Regions from separate parts of the Oryctolagus cuniculus genome. Here region 2 is linked to region 1. The links are chromatin contacts, called in public Micro-C maps. All regions are on one chromosome and are shown on one strand. The core of a region is the stretch at or near the end of the contact, and the rest is flanking DNA. Distances in the headings are between cores, read along the strand shown.

Region 1 (3,171 bases), core at 347-2,846:
TGTGACTATTTTAAAACTGACTTTATGTGATTGCAGTTGAGCATCTTTTCATTTGATTAGGGTTTTTTTGTTTTGTTTTGTTTTTTGACAGGCAGAGTTAGACAGTGAGAGAGAGAGACAGAGAGAAAGGTCTTCCTTCCGTTGGTTCACCCCTCAAATGGCCTCCATGGCTGGTGCACTGCACCAATCCGAAACCAGGAGCCAGGTGCTTCTCCTGGTCTCCCATGGGGTGCAGGGCCCAAGCACTTGGGCCATCTTCCACTGCCCTCCCGGGCCACAGCAGAGAGCTGGACTGGAAGAGGGGCAACCGGGACAGAATCCAGCACTCTGACTGGGACTAGAACCTGGGGTGACGGCACCACAGGCGGAGGATTAGCCTAGTGAGCCAAGGTGCCGCCTTGATTAGGGTTTATAGTCCTTGCCTCTTTCCCTCCTTCCCTGCTGAATGATGGCCTTTCTACTTTGTATTTGTTGAACTCTTGGCTCACTGGAGTGTTAAGCCTTTGACTATAATGCGAACTAAAATAAATTATCTCAAAAGATGATAACTAAAATATTAAGTTGAATAAAATGGTTTTACCCCACTGGTATTTTTCTCTAAATAATGTGGATCTAAAGAACTGAGTGTTAATTTGTCAAGAAAAAAATTCCTGCCTGTCTTTGGCAGCTTTGGGACAATCACCACCAGTGGCTTGGCTGAGTTGGAGAAGGGAGACTAAAAGACTTCCTGGTGAAACCTGAGCTATTTAGCAGAGAAGGTGCTAGCTGTTTTCCTCTGCTGCTGGGGAAGAAACAGGCTGAGCACTCCTTGACTAGCTGAGGTGGCTAGAGACAGCTGGAAGGGTTCTGGGTAAATCAGCAACATCGGGCAAGTCCTGCTCTGCGCAGAGACTTGAGTCTCGAGACAAGAGGGACAGTCTTCTCCAGGACTTACTGAACCTAGGACATGGTCTTTTCCAAGGGCTGATGTGGTTCAACATTACAAGAGCCAAGGAGGTCTTCCCGCAGCCCCATGACCCTGTGATCTGGCTAGTGTCAAACAGCCCGAGCTTTCTTTAACAGAACCATCTGCAACACAAGCACCGTGTTACGGTAAATGAGAACACACCTTCTTCTGTGTTAGTCACAATAAATAATTCCAAAATCCTTGCAGGAGAGATAATAATGGGAGGGGAAACTCCTTTGAACTTCATATCAGGCCCTAAAAGATAGAAGAATTCTCGTTAGCGGGAGAGAAGCAATTGAGATCTCGTTTAGCAAGTAATGCTAAGACTTAGAAGTGTTTGTGATAGGCCTAATAAACAAAGTCCCCCTACATCTGAACTGAGTCTGACCCAAGCAGTGAAACATCTGTGGATTCCTTCATCCTAGAACCCTATGACAGAAACAGCTGCTTTACTAGTCACTGATGCCTGAAAGCATGGAAAATGTAACCTCAGAGAAATCTAATCGCCTTCTGCTGGACAAACTGTTCTTCAGGAACCAGAGATATTAATCTTGTCACAAGTTGGCCATCAACCAGGCAAGGGGTTGAGTCTGAATCATCAGGTATGTGTTTGGATTTCTGAGCAGACTCCAGAACTTTCACTAATTGGGATTTTCAACAGAGAAGAGGGAACCGGGTCCTCCACTACCTACCTAGAGAAGTGTTCCCCATCACCAGAGGTGCATCGGGGTGCTCCATCTTCAGCTCCAGGAGGCCTGCCAGGGTTCCTGGGGAAATCCAGGTAGTCTTCTCCCCGTGGAAAGTCAGAACTTTCTTTTGGGGATCTTCTGCCATTCTCTGCAGGAGATAATGCAGACTTAATGCTGATGTCAATGACAAAATACACAGACTTCATTGCATCTCACACACAGAACAATGGATCCCACCAGGGATCACAAAGGCTGGTACTGGCAGGACAACGCTCCCATCTGTCTACAATTAAATCCACTCTTTTGTGTGATTTGTTTTCCATCTCTTATAGCTTGAAAAGAACTAAGTGGATTTTAATGAAGTCTTATAAACAAACAAGAATCCTGTGTCCCACGGAGATTTACAACATCAGACTTCCAAATGAAGAAATCATGACTAAGTTACAAATAGTAAGAAAACACCAACGGGGAGCTGTATTGCACAGAGGGTTGTGTGCCATTTATTATCAGGCCAGCTTGTCGAATGGAAATTCACTGACCACATCTGGAGGTGGAGGAGCCAGATTCTAATCCCAGCCTATCCACTAAGTAGTCTGGAGGACTTAGGGAAGCCCTGGAACCTCTCCAGGCTAGGTTGCTATATCTGAAAATTAGGGATTTGAGTAGATGATATGAGAAGCCTTTCGGTTCTCAGATCTCACTGAAGTATGGAGTAAGGCTGGCTGTTTTGTTGAGCAGTGGAAATACAGTGGAAACAAAAAATGCTGGGTTTATTAGAGCCAGTGGGGCCCTTCCTCTCACAAACCATTTACTGCTTCCCAAGCAACATTGCGGGTTTTCAAGCACTAGATTAAAGTTGGTCTTTTCTCTGATCTAAAAGTAGAATAGTGGTTACTTGAATGACTACATTTTTTTCTCTAAAATAATGGCTGTGGCAGGTGACAAGGTGGATTGTGTTTGAGGAGATAGATCTCTCTACCCTGAGTGGACATTACACTAGTGTACTTGAATCAAAACAGCACATGGTATCCCATAAAATGAGTAATTTTTCTGTGTCAAAAATAAAACAATTTTAAAATAAGGTGGGAAATGGGGCTGGCACCGTGGCGCAGTGGGTTAACGCCTTGGCCTAAAGCACTGGGATCCCATTTGGGCACCGGTTCTAGTCCCAGCTGCTCCTCTTCCGATCCAGCTCTCTGCTATGGCCTGGGAAAGCAGTGGAAGATGGCCCAAGTCCTTGGGCCCCTGCACCCACGTAGGAGACCCGGAAGAAGCTCTTGGCTCCTGGCTTCAGATCGGCGCAACTCCTGCCGTTGCAGCCAACTGAGGAGTGAACCATCAGATGGAAGACCTCTCTCTCTCTCTCTCTCTCTCCCTCTCTTCTCTCTGCCTCTCCTCTCTCTGTGTAATGATGACTTTCAAATAAATAAATAAATCTTAAAAAAAAATAAGGTGGGAAAGACAAATATGAGATAAATACTTACAAGGGCAATTTGCACATTGCCCATGCTGGCTCAGGTAGTCTTAATTTTCTCT
Region 2 (3,295 bases), core at 686-3,185, 710 kb after region 1:
AATCTATTTCCTGCTTTTGGCAAGTAGCTCTCTGGCCATATCTACTTCTGACTATAACCCTGGGTATTAACTTGGGGAGGGACTTACTTGCATATTTTTGCTGTATGCTTTTTTCTATTTTTATTTCCTGCTTAACTTTAAAATTTTCAGTCTACCATAATCCCTTGAGATGGGTTATCATCGTCACAGGAGACAATTTCAGAGTTCAGGGGACCTCAAAAACTTGCCTGAGGATACCCACCTGCTATGAACTGAGCTGGGATTTGAACTTGTGATGACTTTTACCTAAAGTGACAGTATCAGGACTGCCAAGACTAAAATTGATCTTGTCTTGGAAATCTTATTTTTTAAATAATAACTCTTGTAACTCTTGACAAGACAAGGAGAGGGACATTGATAAACTGCCTGCCACTCAGCCAAGTGCCGTGGCATCCTTAAATTCCTGACAGTTTCACTGTGGCAAGTCACAGGTCAGCCGTGCACCATGCTGCTGCTCTCTGAGGTCCACAGATGTTTAATGTCCATGGGACTAACACATCACACTGAAGGGAGGGCATATGGAATAGGGCAGTATCTGTAAGAGCTACACAAATGGATTGGTTTATTTTGTAAGAATAGACTCCCATTTCCTTAGAAATGTCCCATTTAAAAAATGTTCATCTGGCCAAAAGTAAATCCTCTATGTTCTCCTCCAGTGGATGACTTCAGCCAGCACTTTTAGATTGCCACTTTGGCCTTATAAAAATGTTCCTAATGTAATCCACTGGGAAGTAGAGCCCTTACTGTAATGATAAGAGGTCTGCCTCAGAGAAAGACTTTAATCCCTCATTTGAACACCTGTAGAATCCCCTACACTAGTTTGGGTAGGAACAAAAGCTAAAGGAGAAGACCCAAGCTTTCCAGGCACTGATCCTGCAGTGCAGACTTCCTACATCCGGGCCCAGGAGGAGCTGAGCAGAGAGGAGGCGGAGTCGCTCCTGGGCCAGCCTCCTCCAGACCAGCCAGGAGGCCTCTGAGACTCTCCACTCCTCTTTGCAGCCCAGCTACCACAGTTGGTGTCTAATGGCCCCCTGCAAGTTGAATATGGATCAATCAACAAGCAAAGGATAACAATTAATTAAAACCAACACTATGAAGATTGGAAAGCACTGGGGTCATTTAGGTCAGGGTTCAGTCTCAGGTCCTCTCCCCGCAGTGCAAATCTTTGTAGCTACTTGGCTTTTTTGCCTGGATTTCTTCATCTGACAAGTGGGGATGACAAAACACCCATCTCATTGGCCATGCTGGTAATGTTCTAAGATGTTGTGACAAAGTACCACAGACTCGGTGCATTAAAGCAACAGGAACAGGTTTTCTCCTAGTCCTGGGGGATGGAAGTCCAAAATTGAGGTACCCTTGGTGCCATGTTCCTTCAGAAGGCTCCCAGGAAGCAGCCTTCCTAGCCCGCCCCTGGCTCTGGTGGCACCAGGCATTCTTTGGCTTAGGGCAGCATCACACCAGTCTCTGGCTATCTCTGCACTTCCTGGCCCTCTCATCTTCTTAAAAGGACATCAGTCATTGCCTTGAGGGCCACCCTATTCCGGGATGATCTCTTCTTAATCCTTAAGTAACTACTTCTGCAAAGGCCCAAATCAAGTCAAAGTTTGAGGATCCAAGTAGGTGTGTGGACATTATCAACCCACAATAGCTGGTTAAGGGTGTTAAATAAGAAGGTACAGTGAGAGTGCCTCACACAGGACATGCACATTACATGTCTTAAATACAGAGGCTATTTTTTTTTAAATTATTGCTGCTGCAAGGGTCAGTGTTGTTCTTCTAGAGAATGGAAGAAAAAGATTTGAGTGAGGAATGGAAGGGTAGGCCTGAGGAGTCACGGGGGAGGGTAGCACAATGACACAGCAGAGAAGGGAGGAGGTTCCAAATAGGGAAGAGAAAGAAGTGCTATGGTGACAATCTGAGCTTGCTGGGCTCCTCTGTGCTCAGATGCCAAGGCCTGGGATAAGCCGGCAGGGTGAGTGAGCAAAACTAGACACCCCAGTCTGTCCTTGTCACCCCAGGGTGGCCTCACTCCCCTGGGGCAAAGCTAAGGGAAAGGAGCTATGCTTAGTGCCCACTTCTTCCCCTCCTTCTGTATTTCACAACTGTTCTTGCAGGGATGGCAGGAGATTGGACGTGGAGGCAGCACTCCGGCACTGCTGAGGCCTTCTTGCTGAAAAGTGAGCAAACCTCGTTGCTGAGCGTGGAGCCAAACTCCTCTGATTTCAGAAAATTCCTGAGCCCTGGAAATGAATCAAGCATAACAGAAAGGCGAAAGCAGCTGGAAAAGCAAGGCCTCCTCTTTCCCAAGGCCCGACGCCAGGCGTGCTGGAGGCTCTGAAATGTAGTCAGGCAACACAGTTGTGAATGCACCAAATTTCGTCCTGATGTAGACTGTGTATACTCAAGCATTGTGGCTAATGGTTTTTATATAAGAGTGGCACATGTTCACATTCACATCACCAGAAAAGGAGGAAGGGCCAAGAGCTAAGCCGTGACTAAAATCACTGAGCACAAAGACTCCCTTTACTGCTCGCTGCTTCTGTCCAGAGACCATCCTGGCAGCCCTTCTGCCAGATGTTCTAAATGCTTTTTTGGTGTTGTGAACCCTTTTGACAATCTGGTGAGGGACATAGGCTCCTTCCCAGAATAACTTGTCAAATAAAATATGGAAATTACAAAGAAAACCAATGATATCAACAACAAAAAAATTTGGTATGTCTTTCTATATACTTCCTTATGAACATTTTAAATAACAAGATCCTGTCACCGGTCTTATAGTGTAATTTTTTTTAAAGATTTATTTATTTGAGAGGTAGAGTTATAGATAGTAAGAAGGAGAAACAGAGAGAGAGGTCTTCCTTCTGTTGGTTCACTCCCCAAATGGCTGCAATGGCCGGAGCTGCACCGATCCGAAGCCAGGACTCCCATGCGGGTGCAGGGGCCCAAGCACTCGGGCCATCTTCTACTGCTTTCCCAGGCCATAGCACAGAGCTGGATTGGAAGAGGGGCAGCCGGGACTAGAACCAGTGCCCATATGGGATGCTGGTGCTGCAGGCAGAGGATTAACCTATTGCACCATGGCCCAGCCCCATTATAATGTAATTTTTAAAAAAGTTATTTGAGCACAGAGGGACAGAGAGAGAGCTCCCATCTACTGGTTCATTCCCCAAATGCCTACAATGACCAGGATGGGTCAGGCCTAAGCCTGGAGCCAGAAACTCAATCCAGGACTCCCATGTGGGTAGCACAAACCCAA

The links. A called contact is a pair of places that touch in the nucleus more often than the background predicts.
Region 2: a Micro-C map of ear pinna shows a contact between it and region 1, with 8 times the contacts expected there. The contact joins two enhancer-like sites. A contact is called at or near these places in 5 of 6 Hi-C or Micro-C datasets (ear pinna, embryonic fibroblasts, psoas muscle and 2 more).

The regions. Positions count from the first base shown.
Region 1 is chr3:39,444,720-39,447,890 of mOryCun1.1, forward strand. AOX3 (aldehyde oxidase 3) reads right to left here. Exons shown (of 35, transcript NM_001308460.1): 9 at 1,639-1,783; 10 at 1,109-1,201. Among named protein-coding and RNA genes, the nearest start is that of AOX3, 23 kb to the right of the region's middle. Within about 2 kb of position 1,597, at least 1 of the 8 cell types and tissues checked has an H3K27ac peak or open chromatin away from gene starts, as enhancers often do. A contact at or near this core is called in ear pinna, where this site is marked.
Region 2 is chr3:40,156,161-40,159,455 of mOryCun1.1, forward strand. No RefSeq gene overlaps it. Among named protein-coding and RNA genes, the nearest start is that of MAIP1, 23 kb to the right of the region's middle. Within about 2 kb of position 1,936, at least 2 of the 8 cell types and tissues checked have an H3K27ac peak or open chromatin away from gene starts, as enhancers often do. A contact at or near this core is called in ear pinna, where this site is marked.